Linked DNA regions of Sus scrofa: region 2 is linked to region 1. Evidence: chromatin contacts called from public Hi-C data. All regions are on one chromosome and are shown on one strand. The core of a region is the stretch at or near the end of the contact, and the rest is flanking DNA. Distances in the headings are between cores, read along the strand shown.

Region 1 (5,783 bases), core at 2,300-4,799:
CAAGAACGAGGAGCACTGATGTCTGAGGGCATGAGGAGATGGATGGCCCGCTCAAGCAGAGAGCCGGTTTGCTCTCCCTCTGCCTTTCTGTTTCTGCTGTCCCTCAGCGGATTGGATGATGCCCACGTGGGAGAAGGTGATCTGCCTTCCTCGGTCCACTGATTCCAATGAGAAGAGAAACATCCTTCCCAACACACCCCAAAATAATATTTTGCCAGCTCTCTGCGCATCCCTTAGCCCAACTGACTCATAAAATTAACCATTATAGTGCCTGACAGGTACCTGTACCTCCCTGGTAAGTGTAGTGGTTTAAAAATATGTCCAGAATCATTCGACAACTTTTCTCTTAAGGGATGGAGACTAATTTCTCTCCTCTTGAATATGGGCTCTGGACTTAATAACCAGCTTCTGGAAAATAGAATATGGCATTAGTGATGGTGTGTGGCTTCCACGTCTGTGTTATAAAAGGCGTTGCATTCTCCTCCTTGCTGTGCTCTTGGATCACTCCCTTTCAGGAAGTCAGCTGCCAGGTTGTGAAAACACTCAAGCAGCCCTACAGAGATGCCCACGTGGTGAGGAACTGAGCCTGTTGTCCAACAGCCAACAGGGAACTGAGGCCACCTGCCACGCATCATGTGAATGACCCCTTTTGGAAATGGGTCCTCCATCTCCAGTGAAACCTCCAGGGGCTGCAGCCACAGCTCACATCCTGACTGCAACCTCAGGAGGGATACTGAGCCACAGCCACCCAGCTAAGCCCTCCAGGATTTCTCACCCCACAGAAAAGATGAGATAATAAATAACTGTTGTTTAAGCTTAAACCAAACTTGGGGGGTAGTTTGTTAGGCAGCAATAGATAACAGAGTAAGTGTGAAATCAAGAAATAAAATATTTTTTCTTTTTTTATGTGCTTCCTTTTTTTTTTTTGTTAGGGCCACACCCACGGCCTATGGAGGTTCCCAGGCTAGGGGTCTAATCAGAGCTGTTGCTGCCGGCCTATGCCAGAGCCACAGCAATGCCACGTTCGAGCCTCGTCTGCAACCTACACCACAGCTCATGGTAATGCTGGATCCTTAACCCACTGAGCGAGGCCATGGATCGAACCTGTAACCTCATGGTTCCTAGTCGGATTCATTTCTGCTGAGCCACGATGGGAACTCCTGTGTTTACTTTTTTCAAACAGCTATTAAGTTGTTGCAACCTAAATACTTCTTTGGTTGTTAAACCTAAGAACTTAGTACACAAACTTTGGGTTTTTTCCTTTCTTTTCTTTTTTTTTTTGGCCTGGCACATGATGGAAAAGTTACTGAGACACTATGGGTGCTGTGTACTGTCAGAGTTTGGAAAGCTCATCATTAAGTTAAAGATAGTTGATAACATTTTTCCTTTAATTTATTTAGGCAGATACCTTATTTTTTGAATGGAAAAATTCATTACTTTTGATATTTTTTTCTTATTATGTCAATGGAGCCATGAAAATGGAAAAAAAAATTACACGTAGAATTAACTTCTATCTAGGAAAGTGATTTGAGAGTAAATTGGTTAGTCTTCGATAAACATGAATGACATTTTTGGCTTATAGATATCACATATATAGGGGATAATATAAAATACGAGAATAAATTAACTTGTACATACAATGAAAAGTGGAAATCTTATGGATTTAGCCCTATGTGCCTTCAATGCGCAAATCTGTTTACTGGAAATAAGAAGAGATAAAGCTCCACCTAGTGGTAGCTGGTGATATAATTTAGAAAAGAATTGTAACAAGTTTCTTTACCTTGGGCCAGTGTTTTAAAGATATTTAACCTGTTTTTTTAACGTCATATACTATTAAACCCTTAATAATAACTTTGGATTTTAACCTTTTTTTTCTTTATCTTTTTAGGGCTCCACCCCTGGCATATGGAGGTTCCCAGGCTAGGGATCAAATTGGAGCCGTAGCTGCCTACACCACAGCCAGAGCAACTTGGCATCCGAGCCGCGTCTGCGACCTACACCACAGCTCACAGTAAAGCTGTATACTTAACCCACTGAGTGAGACTGGGGATCAAACCAGTGTCTTCATGGATACTAGTCAGATTTGTTTTCCGATGAGCTACCATGGGAACTATGGATTTTAAATTTTTCAAATGCAAGGACAAGACGCATGACTTTTTAAGCCAAATTCAGCAGCACTGGGTAGCTTTATTTTATATAGGAAAACGAAATCTTTTCATGTTATTATATTGAAAAAATAAACTCAATGAAGTATAAAGTTTTCTCAAGGCCGAATGCATCATTACTGTTAGCAACTTACAAACACACAGTGCCCCTCTCATTATGAATAAATCAGTTATGATGTAGCATCTTCCAACTTTCTTGTCCCTGAAGTTAACACATATTTAAAACACTGACTTTGTGCTAAATACCTAACTGTGTAGAGGGGTTTGGAAAGAGGCAGGGAGAGATTAAAAAAAGTGAACATGTGTGCGGTGGTTCTGCAGATGATGGAGGAAGTAGGTTCTGTGAGAATCCATTTAAAAAAACCTCACCTGGGTCCAAGGGAACAGACGAAATGTGTGTAGACTGTGAGTTGAGCTGAACTGCTGAAGCTGTTTTGCTGTGTGATTTACCCTGGCCTCACACAAAGGTTTGATAAACTGTTGCTTGAACTAAGAATCCATTGCCCTCACAAGAGAATAATAACCATGCTTTGTGAATGTGCTAATTACTCTCCATTTATGCTTGTAATGGGAATATCTATTTATTTGTCTCCGAGGATTGTGACATTATCCCCTCTCAGCACAGTGAGTCATTTTTCACTAGGAAGACTTCTGCCAGTGTTTATTTAACCTTCTCTTCAGAATTGTCACCCATCTATTCTTCATATTAGGTGATTAATAATTTGTGCCATTTGAGCAGAGGAGGACTGATTTAATCCATAATACAGTTAATAAACCTACTTTTAAAAATGCAAAATCATCTCAACTTATGTTTAAAACAATTAACGTGAATTAAAAATAATTAGTTTACACTAGAGAAGTGTGGTTCAGTTGGTAGACATTCATGAACTCAGTGGAATTTTAGGGCCCAAATGCATATCATTTAGAATTCTAGTTTAGCTTTACAGATGTCTGTACCCCACAGCGGACTGGAGCTATATGGCACCTCTTTTCCTGGTTCCAGAGTTAAATTCACCTATAGAAAAGTCAGTGGAGAGACACAGGAAGCTGGTAGACTGGGAATAAACATCTCTAATGAATACCATTTTTTTTTTTTTAAACTCAATTGATCAGGGAGAAGCCTTAAAAGACTTTGTATTGGCTTTATTCCTCCAATAAAAAACGAAGTGAATTTTAAACATGCAACAACTCATTTGACACTTATCTATTTGTTCCTAGTTATTTATTATAATCACGAGTCAGAATTCAAAATTCCTTTAAGTAGGTAGATTGCAATTGCAGCAAATGAAGAATAGCTTTGTTCAGGGCAACATGGACACTTAGATTATAGCTAAAGGATGTTTTACGTTCTCTGTGTACTTTCGGTTGCAAGTGCAGAAATCCAAGCAGCCTTATTTAAACAAGAACTTGATTTACTGGCCTGTGTGACTGGGGTGAGGAGGAACTGGCACCAGGTACAAGGAGGTCAAAGGGGAAGCAAAATGCTCATTGCCTTCTTCCTCTCTCTGCACTCAGACCCTGGTTTGCTCTGGGTCGATAATCTGGCCTGGTTTGGTTAGAGTGGGCAACCCCCAGGACAGACCACCCAGGACATAACCAAGGTCCTTGCTATTCCCACAGATCAGCGACAGCGGCGCTATCCAAATGCTTGTTAGAAATGCAAGCCCTCAGGCCACCTCACATCTACTGAATCAGAATCTTCAGAGTAAAGGATCCCTAGTTGATGGGTGGGCACGTTAAGCTTTTGAGAGTGTCTGTACTGGACCACTGTCATTAGGGAAAGGGGGCTTTATCATTGGCTGGGCCAGCGGCTCATTGGCGAGAAAATGAGTATTGGGGTGTGGGAGGGTGACAGGCAGCACCATCAGAATCACATGATTGGTGTGAGAGAATCCAGAAGTGAAGGAATGGGCAGGTAAAAACAGTGCATCAGCACTGTAATTCATGAGTGCTGATTTTGATCAGAAGAAGGGAATGGCTTGGGCTCAATCTTATTTTTGAGAAAATATTGAGAACAAATTTGGGACATCTAAGGTCGTTTCTAATGGAATGAAGCTGGAAAGCACCTGGGTATATAGTTTATTTTTCATTATTCAGTGAATTTTACTGTATGTATAATTGTACAGCCATCATCACAACCTAATTTTAGAACATTTCCATCTGTGTATATATTTTACAGCTTAAAACACATCTGGTATATCAGGGCCTTTTTTTTCTGAGATAAACTTGTGAGTTTCAGAGTGAAATCAAAGCGTACCAAGCTTGCTAACTTTATCTGCCTGAGAAAATTGTTTGATTTCTCTAATGGACTTTTGTCATCGTCATTCCCTCGTGGTAGGGGATTCTACAGAGAATTCCCTACTTTATGGAACCCGATAGGAGGTGGAGCCCACCTGCTGCTGTCTGAGGAAAATGCCAGTTACATGCTTTCTGTACTTGCTACAGCATGTGGCTCAGGCTCTGTCAATCAGATATTTCTCTCCCAGACACTGAGTCAGGAGCTACCAACCCATCGAAATGTGGGACAAGAGGGAATGTTCTCTTAGCCTTGACAGTGGTTGTGATAAAATGAAATTCTACAGGCTATGGTAGTAGCAGCACAAACTAGTCAACGCAGGAGTAGTGCTGCCCTTTCAGACAGGGCTTTAGTTTTACCTCATGATTCTTTCTGTGCAGCTCTGAGCTTTGTATGCAACCTTCTTGGAAATTCGATAAATGCTGCCGAAATGAGCCAGAATCAGTATCTCCCCTGTACCAGGCTGGGTTCTGTGGGCTTGTGATCTGTGTAGTCCCGTAGGGCTTTGCTGCACAGAACCGGCCCTGCCCTTGGCTTAATGCTCAGCTGTCACAGTTTTGAAATTCCTAATCATTTTCTCAAGGAGACCCGTGTTTTTATTTCATCCTGGGCCCCACAAGTTGTGGGTAGCTGGTCCTGCTGTACCTAGCAATGCTGATTGCTAATATTTCTTTTTCAAAAACACAAATTAATGAGACCAGGATGCCTGAACTGCTTGAGAAGATATCAGAACAAAGAGAGGTGTTCCTGCCTCCTTTTTTCGACAGTTGTCATCTTCCCTTGTGCTGTAGTTCTTTGTGAATCCATATTGCTTCTTCTATTACATTGGGAATTTCTAAGAGTCCAAGCTGTTCCTGCGACATCTTATTCCTCTCTGTCTCCTGTCGGTCTATTATCTTTTGTCTGTCTATCTACTTACATTTGTGCAACTCATTTTAAATTATCTAACCTCATTTGATCCTCATCTAAGCCCTGTATATGTTGTTATTATTGCTTTATACTTACTATTGTTGAAGGACTGTGTCCCAGGTAGGTCGTTCGTCCAAGTTCACTCCCTCCATGATAATGACATTAGGGTCAAAACCCAGGGCTCTGTGCCTAAGTCCTTTTCCCCTAGGCTTTATACTTCCTAAGCGTGCTTCTGTAAGCATCTCAGAAGTGAGAACTTCCATTGCACAAATGAAGATGTTTTAGAAATTTCGACAGACTGCTCAAAGTATGGACATGGTAATGAATAGACTAAAAGTTTGATTTAAGCCTAACTCCATGGAATTTTCTAAAATGGTAGGAAAAAAGAGAATTGGAGTACATTTACAATGAAA
Region 2 (6,678 bases), core at 1,057-3,556, 130 kb before region 1:
CCACAGCAACTCAGGATCTGAGCCATGTCTGCAACCTACACCACAGCTCAAGGCAACTCGGATCCCCAACCCACTGAGCAAGACCAGGGGTCGAACCCGCAACCTCATGGTTCCTAGTCGGATTCGTTAACCACTGAGCCACGACAGGAACTCCCGACCCCTCATCTTTAGGGGAAGCTTTGGAAATTTCAGCCCGGCCTAAATGATATGTATTAAAAAGGTGGAGGTAGTGCTATAGACCCAGATAGAAGATTAGACTTGTTAATAGAATGTTGATCCCAGGAGTAATGCTCACAGCTGTGGCATCCAACAATGGAATTAACATTTCAACAGGAAGCAGAGAGCCAGCCTAATAGAAAGGGCTACTCGACTCCGCTTTAGAGTGCTTAAAAATATCCTACTGGAGGCTACACAAAATGTGCCTCCTAGGGTTCCACCTATGCAATTTTTTTGTTGGTTTAAAGGATTTTGGGGATCTAAAATTCGACAAGTGATTACTTGGACAAAACAAGATCAGTTCTTTTTTAAGCAGTCAATGATTACGCCTTCTACTGGTCCAGGCATTTTTAAAAAGCCTATTTTTCCCTCCCCAGAAAGAGGCAGTCGAATGCGTGTTTGGCGAATCCTTTCGGAATTACCCTGAGCACATCATCCCATCTTATGATCAAAATGAATCAAATCATTACATACTCAAAACCAAGGTTAGTAATTTCTCCTCTGCACTTTACCCAATGGGAGGAGAAATCAATACTGCATTTTTGCAGGAACCTACTTCTGATTTTCCACGGTCTACTTCGTCGAGTTACCGTCTAGTTAACAGCTCATGCCTGGGCTCGCCTCTTCTATGAGATCAAGAATGCTCAAGCTACAGTTCGTTCATCGCCTCTTTCCTAGAGGTAGCCTGGACGATCCAAGGCACTGAAAAGCCCGGTGTCCATTTAATCATGGCGTTTGTAATTCAGCCTCCCCGCTTAGACTGCTCGACACCTGAAAACTCACCGCCCAAGGCTTTTGAAGTCGGCTAACCCTGGACACACTCGACACCACGGCTAAGAGAAAGGGTAAGAGCAAAGAAAGCAAAGCCCGCACCCACCGCAAAGAACAGTCTGGCAGAGACGCCAGGCGCACCCAGCACGCCGCGCCCACCCACCGGCGCCCGGGGAGACTCCCCACCGCCACCCTCAAGCCGGGGCTCGGTCAGCTCGCTCCAACTCCCCCGCACCAGGCACCCCACGCCACCTCAGGGCTCCCTTCCCAGCCGCCCCACCTTCGCAGCTCGCGAGCCCGGCCGCTCAAAATCATCCCAATGCAATTCCGCGCGTACCGCCACGGCTGCCGCAGCCCCCAAATCGCTCCCGCCCCCTCCCCCACGCCTCATTGTTCCCGGGTGACCGCAGGCAGCGAACGCCCCAGGGCTGGCCAGGCAATGAGGACCCGAGGGACCGAATTGCCCCCACTCACCCGCGACTCCACACAGGAGCACGAAGCGCAGCAGAAGCGCCATGGTGGCGGCCCGGCCGTGGGCGACGACTGCAGGTAGGCGGCTCTAAACCCGGTCTCAGTCACCCGGCTCCTCGCGCGCTCCCGACTGGCTGACGGCGGCGGCACCTCGCAGCCTGGTCCCACCCCGCCCTCGCTCGGCAGGTGAAACACGTCACTTCCGGTAGTGGCGAAGCCCCTCGGCGCGCGCGGTCCCCGCCGGGCGCGTGGGGTTGCCACGGCAACCGGGAGCCCCTCACTGGCTGCCCTTGGGGACACTCCCCAGAAAGGAACTCCCGGCCGGCGGAGCTCCCGCGTTGAGGTGCGCCAGCGGCCACTGGCCCCAAGCCTGAACCGGGATCTCCGTCTCAATGCCTTCAGTTAAATCGGGTTTGTGCACGTGGGTCCGGCCAGCTGGTCTCCCCAGAAGACTAAAACTGCGGTAGCGCCCTTGCCTCAAGACATCGCACCGGACCCTGAAGGGCAGCTAAAGCGGGCAGCCGCGTCCGCACTAACCCTCCCCTCCCCTCGGGGTAGTAGGGGTGGGGGCCTCCGGCCAGCCACGCCTCCTACCTCTGGAGCTTTGCTGCTGGGGCGGGCTCTCCCACCTAAGGTTCCAGATAAAGGAAGCCAACTGGGCAGCCCCTCGCATTTGTACCCATCTCGTTGAGACGACTAGGCTGCTGAAGAAGGCTACGGAAGGCTTTTCCGCATCCCCAGTATTGCTTAACCTCCTAAATTGCGGCTATGGAATTGGAAAATACCCGGATTGGGTTTCCTCCTTTGTATTTAAAGGTTATTCCAGCCCTGAAATTGGCCAACAAAGACTAGAGAGCTTGAAAATTGGGGGTTAGCAGGGACGGTTAATGTCCTGGGGCGGGGCGGGGGGGTAGAGCTGGGGGAGTCAGGCAATTGAAGAACTTGAATATGCCAGAATCTTCCTGACTTTTCTGTCACCTGGTGCCCTCCATACTTGTTCTGTCATTTTGCTGCTTATTCTTGGTTGCTCTTTCCAGATAACGTTTATTTATAACTGCTGAGAGACTTTAGTGTTTCCAAGAGTTCCTTATTAGGAGTCAATTAGAGGAGGGAGGCAGTGGATTGGGGTGGGTAAACACTTGCGCTCCGGAATGGGGCAGTAACTGGGCAAGTAACTTCGAAGTAGCACCCACCTCAAAGGTAGCTATGAAGGTTAGATGAGATAATGCACAAAAGAATGCTTGGCACTGTGCCTGGCACATAGTAAGTGCTCAGTAAAGTGGAAGCTAATAAAAAATAATATTGGAAAATTCTTGTTAGTTATTGAACCAGCAAAGAAAATAAACTAGTTATCAAGAAGACCAAAGTTGCCCTACTGCAGTTTAGCCTGGTGGTTTGTAACCCTGCAGATCAGAATTTCTGGAGAAATTATATGAAATGCCAAGACCTCCAGCAATTCTGATTTAATTTGTCTGCAGTAGAATCCTGGCTCATCTCAGGAGAGTCCTGATTACCCTCTAGGAACTATTAGGTAAGAAAACAGGAATTCTATTGGATGTAACTGAAGGGGTTCCCCCTGTGGTGCAAAGGGATCCCGGGTGTTTCTGGCTGGGAGGCAGTTTCCATACTCAGCCCAGCACAATGGGTTAAGGATCCAGCAGCTGTAGTGTAGGTGGCAACTGCAGCTGGAATCTGATCCCTGGCCTGGGAACTCCATATGCCGCCTGGGGCAGTCAAAAAATAAAAATAAAATATTTGGAACTGAAAATTTTGTGCAATGAAATCAGAAAATGTTGGGGTTTTTTGTTTGTTTGTTTGTTTTGTCTTTTTGCCATTTCTTGGGCTGCTCCTGCAGCATATGGAGGTTCCCAGGCTAGGGGTCGAATTGGAGCTGTAGCCACTGGCCTATGCCAGAGCCACACCAACATGGGATCCAAGCCGCGTCTGCAACCTACTCCAGAGCTCACGGCAATGCCGGATCCCTAACCCACTGAGCAAGGCCAGGGATCAAACCCAAAACCTCATGGTTCCTAATCGGATCCGTTAACCACTGAGCCATGACATGAACTCCAGAAAATATTAAGTATTAAAGTCCATATCTATTTCAGACTCTTATGAGGATTTTTCTAGTATTAATCACTTCCAAGCAGTACACTCATTTGTTATTAAGTTGCTACCTTTGTGTCTCCTTCAGTAGAAATCAAACCCACCCTTCAGAGTTCATCTCAACCACTTACTACAGGAAATTCTCAGTAATTTACCCCAAAGGATTTTTAATCCCTTTCCTTCTGGTATTTTGCTTTACGGTCCTTACCTTTTGCCTCCTGTGGTTGGTATTTTCATACCTATCAATGATTTCTCTTACTCTGAATATTCCTACAAAGCCAAAAGGTACATCATTCATCTTTTTTTTTTCTCTTTGAAGCACAGCCCATAGTAGGTTCTTTAGTATTTGATGAACTGAATATGTTTAATTTATATATTAGCATATGATATATGTTAATAAAGACTACATAAATATCCATGTGATAACTCAAATCATTACATCTTAATATATCTTTTTAGGATGTACTTCTGAGTGTAAATTTCACAAAACTAATGTTTTCTACTTCTTCAGATTATTTAACACAGATTTTTCCAAATGTATCATCTCTAAGATTTAAGTAATTTTGAAAGAAGCAGTTTGTCCTATTTAGTGAACTATTTTTCTTTTAGAAATTATATTAAAACTGGGGGAAAAAAGGAAAAAAATGTTATATGAAGTTGTCTTTAGACTTTGGTTTGAGTACATTATTTCATATAAATAGTAGCTAAAATTACGCAGTAACCTGAAACTATTTTTTTCTTTTTTGTCTGCCCAATGACATATGGAGTTCCGAGGCCAGGGATCAAATCTGAGCCACAGTTGAGACCTAAGCCACAGCTACAGCAAGGCCAGATTCTTAAACCTCTGTGCCGGCCCAGAATCAAACCTGTACCCCACTTCTCCCAGGACACCGCTGATCCATTGAGCCACAGTGGGAACTCTGCGAAACTCCTTTTTTTTTTTTTTGTCTTTTTGCTTTTTCTAGGGCCACACCCACGGCATAGGGAGGTTCCCAGACTAGGGATCTAATTGGAGCTGTAGCTACTGGCCTACACCAGAGCCATAGCAACATGGGATCTGAGCCACATCTGCGACCTATACCACAGCTCACGGCAACACCAGATCCTTAACCCACTGAGTGAGGCCAGGGATCGGACTGAAACCTCATGGTTCCTAATCGGATTCATTAACCACTGAGCCACGACCGGAACTCCAGCCGTGAAACTTATTAACGGAACCTTAAAAAGCTTTTGTAGTGCTTGTCAGCTTGGAAATTTTGTCTCCTGGAAGCTGTAATGAGATAATCTCATTGATTCTAGAACACATAAATTATGAACTGTTTGGTATCTTCAAACCAAGCTGGAGTTCCTGTTGTGCCTCAGTGGTTAACAAAACCTGACTAGTATCCATGAGGATGCGGGTTCGATCCCTAGCCTTGCTTAGTGGGTTGCAAGGATCCCAGCGTTGCCATGAGCTGTGGGTAGGTCACAGACTCAGCATTTCTATGGCTGTGGCTGTGACTGTGGCCGGCAGCTGTAGCTTGATTTTATCCCTAGCCTGGGAACCTCCATATGCTTCAGGATGTGGCCCTAAAAAGACAAAAAGACAAAAAAGTGGCTCTGGCGTAGGCCAGTGGCTATAGCTCCGATTAGACCCCTAGCCTGAGAACTGTGTGCCATGAGTGCGGCCCTAGAAAAGACAGGAAAAAAAAAAAAAAAAAAGGAAAACCAAGCTAACAAATAGCACACAACCATTAAATGAATTGCCCTTTCTTGGTAAGGGACCAAGCACTCTAAGACAGGCATTGGTTGGAAGGGAAAGTTTGCATTATCCAGGAGGCTGGCAGCCTGGGGTCCAAGAACCAACTCCCAAGATTCTGCTCAACCATGGAAGTTTTTAAAGGGAGAAAGGGGAAGTTAATTGCAGTTAATCATTTAGGGAGGAAGTCAGAGGATTTGATATCTTCTGCTGTGTGCACACTTTCTTCTGATGGGTTCATGGTGAGGTAACAGGATGTTGCTTCAGAAATCTTGTGTTCAGCCTAAAGTTACCATCCTCTACCTGGGTGAGGGCCTTAGTTCCCGCAGAAGAACTCAAAGATATTGTTATGTTTATCCCTTGAGGAGGAAGCAGGAATCTGCTTTATGGCTGCACTATTGTTTCTTTATTGCTCCTCCTTTGTTTCTGTATTCCCTCACTTTTCTGATTAGCAATTTTTGACTCACCTTTGAACCTCAAGGAAGGTCAAGGAGGCTGAGGGAAGCCTATCTCCTTCAAACAAGAAATGGGAATAAAAGTCATTATAAAAAATAATTAAAGGAGTTCTTGTCGTGGCTCAGCGGAAATGAAACTATCATCCATGAGGACAAAGGTTCTATCCCTAGTCTCGCTCAGTGGGTTATGGATGCGGCTTTTTCCTGAGCTGTGGTGTAGGTCACAGATGGGGCTTGGATCTGGCATTGCTGTGGCTGCGGCACTGGCCGGCAGCTGCAGCTCCAATTTGACCCCTAGCCTGGAAACCTCCATATGCTGCAGATGCAGTCTTAAAAGGACAAAGATAATAATAATTATAATAAATTTTTTTTAAATTAAAAAAAAAGAAAGTGGGGACATGGAAAGGATTTGTACCTAGGAGGGCCCAAAGAAGCACTGAGGGTCTTGCTCAGTTTCGAAACTATTTGAAGCTTCACTAGACCCATTACTTAGAACTCAAGTTTCTTTTTTTTTTGTCTTTTTGCCATTTCTTGGGCCGCTCCTGCAGCATATGGAGTTTCCAAAGCTAGGGGTCTAATCAGAGATGTAGCTGCCAGCCTACGCGAGAGCCCCAGCAACGCAGGATCAGAGCTGCGTCTGCAACCTACACCACAGCTCACGGCAACGCCGGATCCTTAACCCACTGAGCAAGGGCGGGGATCGAACCCACAACCTCATGCTTCCTAGTCAGATTCGTTAACCACTGCGCCACGACAGGAACTCCAGAACTCAAGTTTCTTGAGTGCATCCAATCAATAAACTTGCATGCATCTGCTTTGCAAAGTTTCCAAAATTTTGGTTCTGTTATCTTCTGTTGTCTTTGTCCTAGTATCTGGAGGCCTTTTTAAAAAGTCCATTTACTGTAATTTTAATACAGTTTC

The links. A called contact is a pair of places that touch in the nucleus more often than the background predicts.
Region 2: a contact with region 1 is called in a Hi-C map of omental adipose tissue, with 1.6 times the contacts expected there. The contact joins the promoter of CXADR here to the enhancer-like site in region 1. A contact is called at or near these places in 1 of 5 promoter capture datasets (liver) and 3 of 47 Hi-C or Micro-C datasets (brain, embryonic fibroblasts and omental adipose tissue).

What each region holds. Positions count from the first base shown.
Region 1 is chr13:182,003,482-182,009,264 of Sscrofa11.1, reverse strand. No RefSeq gene overlaps it. Among named protein-coding and RNA genes, the nearest start is that of CXADR, 130 kb to the left of the region's middle. Within about 2 kb of position 3,549, at least 4 of the 83 cell types and tissues checked have an H3K27ac peak or open chromatin away from gene starts, as enhancers often do. A contact at or near this core is called in omental adipose tissue, where this site is marked.
Region 2 is chr13:182,130,044-182,136,721 of Sscrofa11.1, reverse strand. It overlaps CXADR (coxsackievirus and adenovirus receptor), which reads right to left and starts at 2,306. Exons shown (of 7, transcript XM_013982543.2): 1 at 1,462-2,306. The coding sequence starts at 1,504.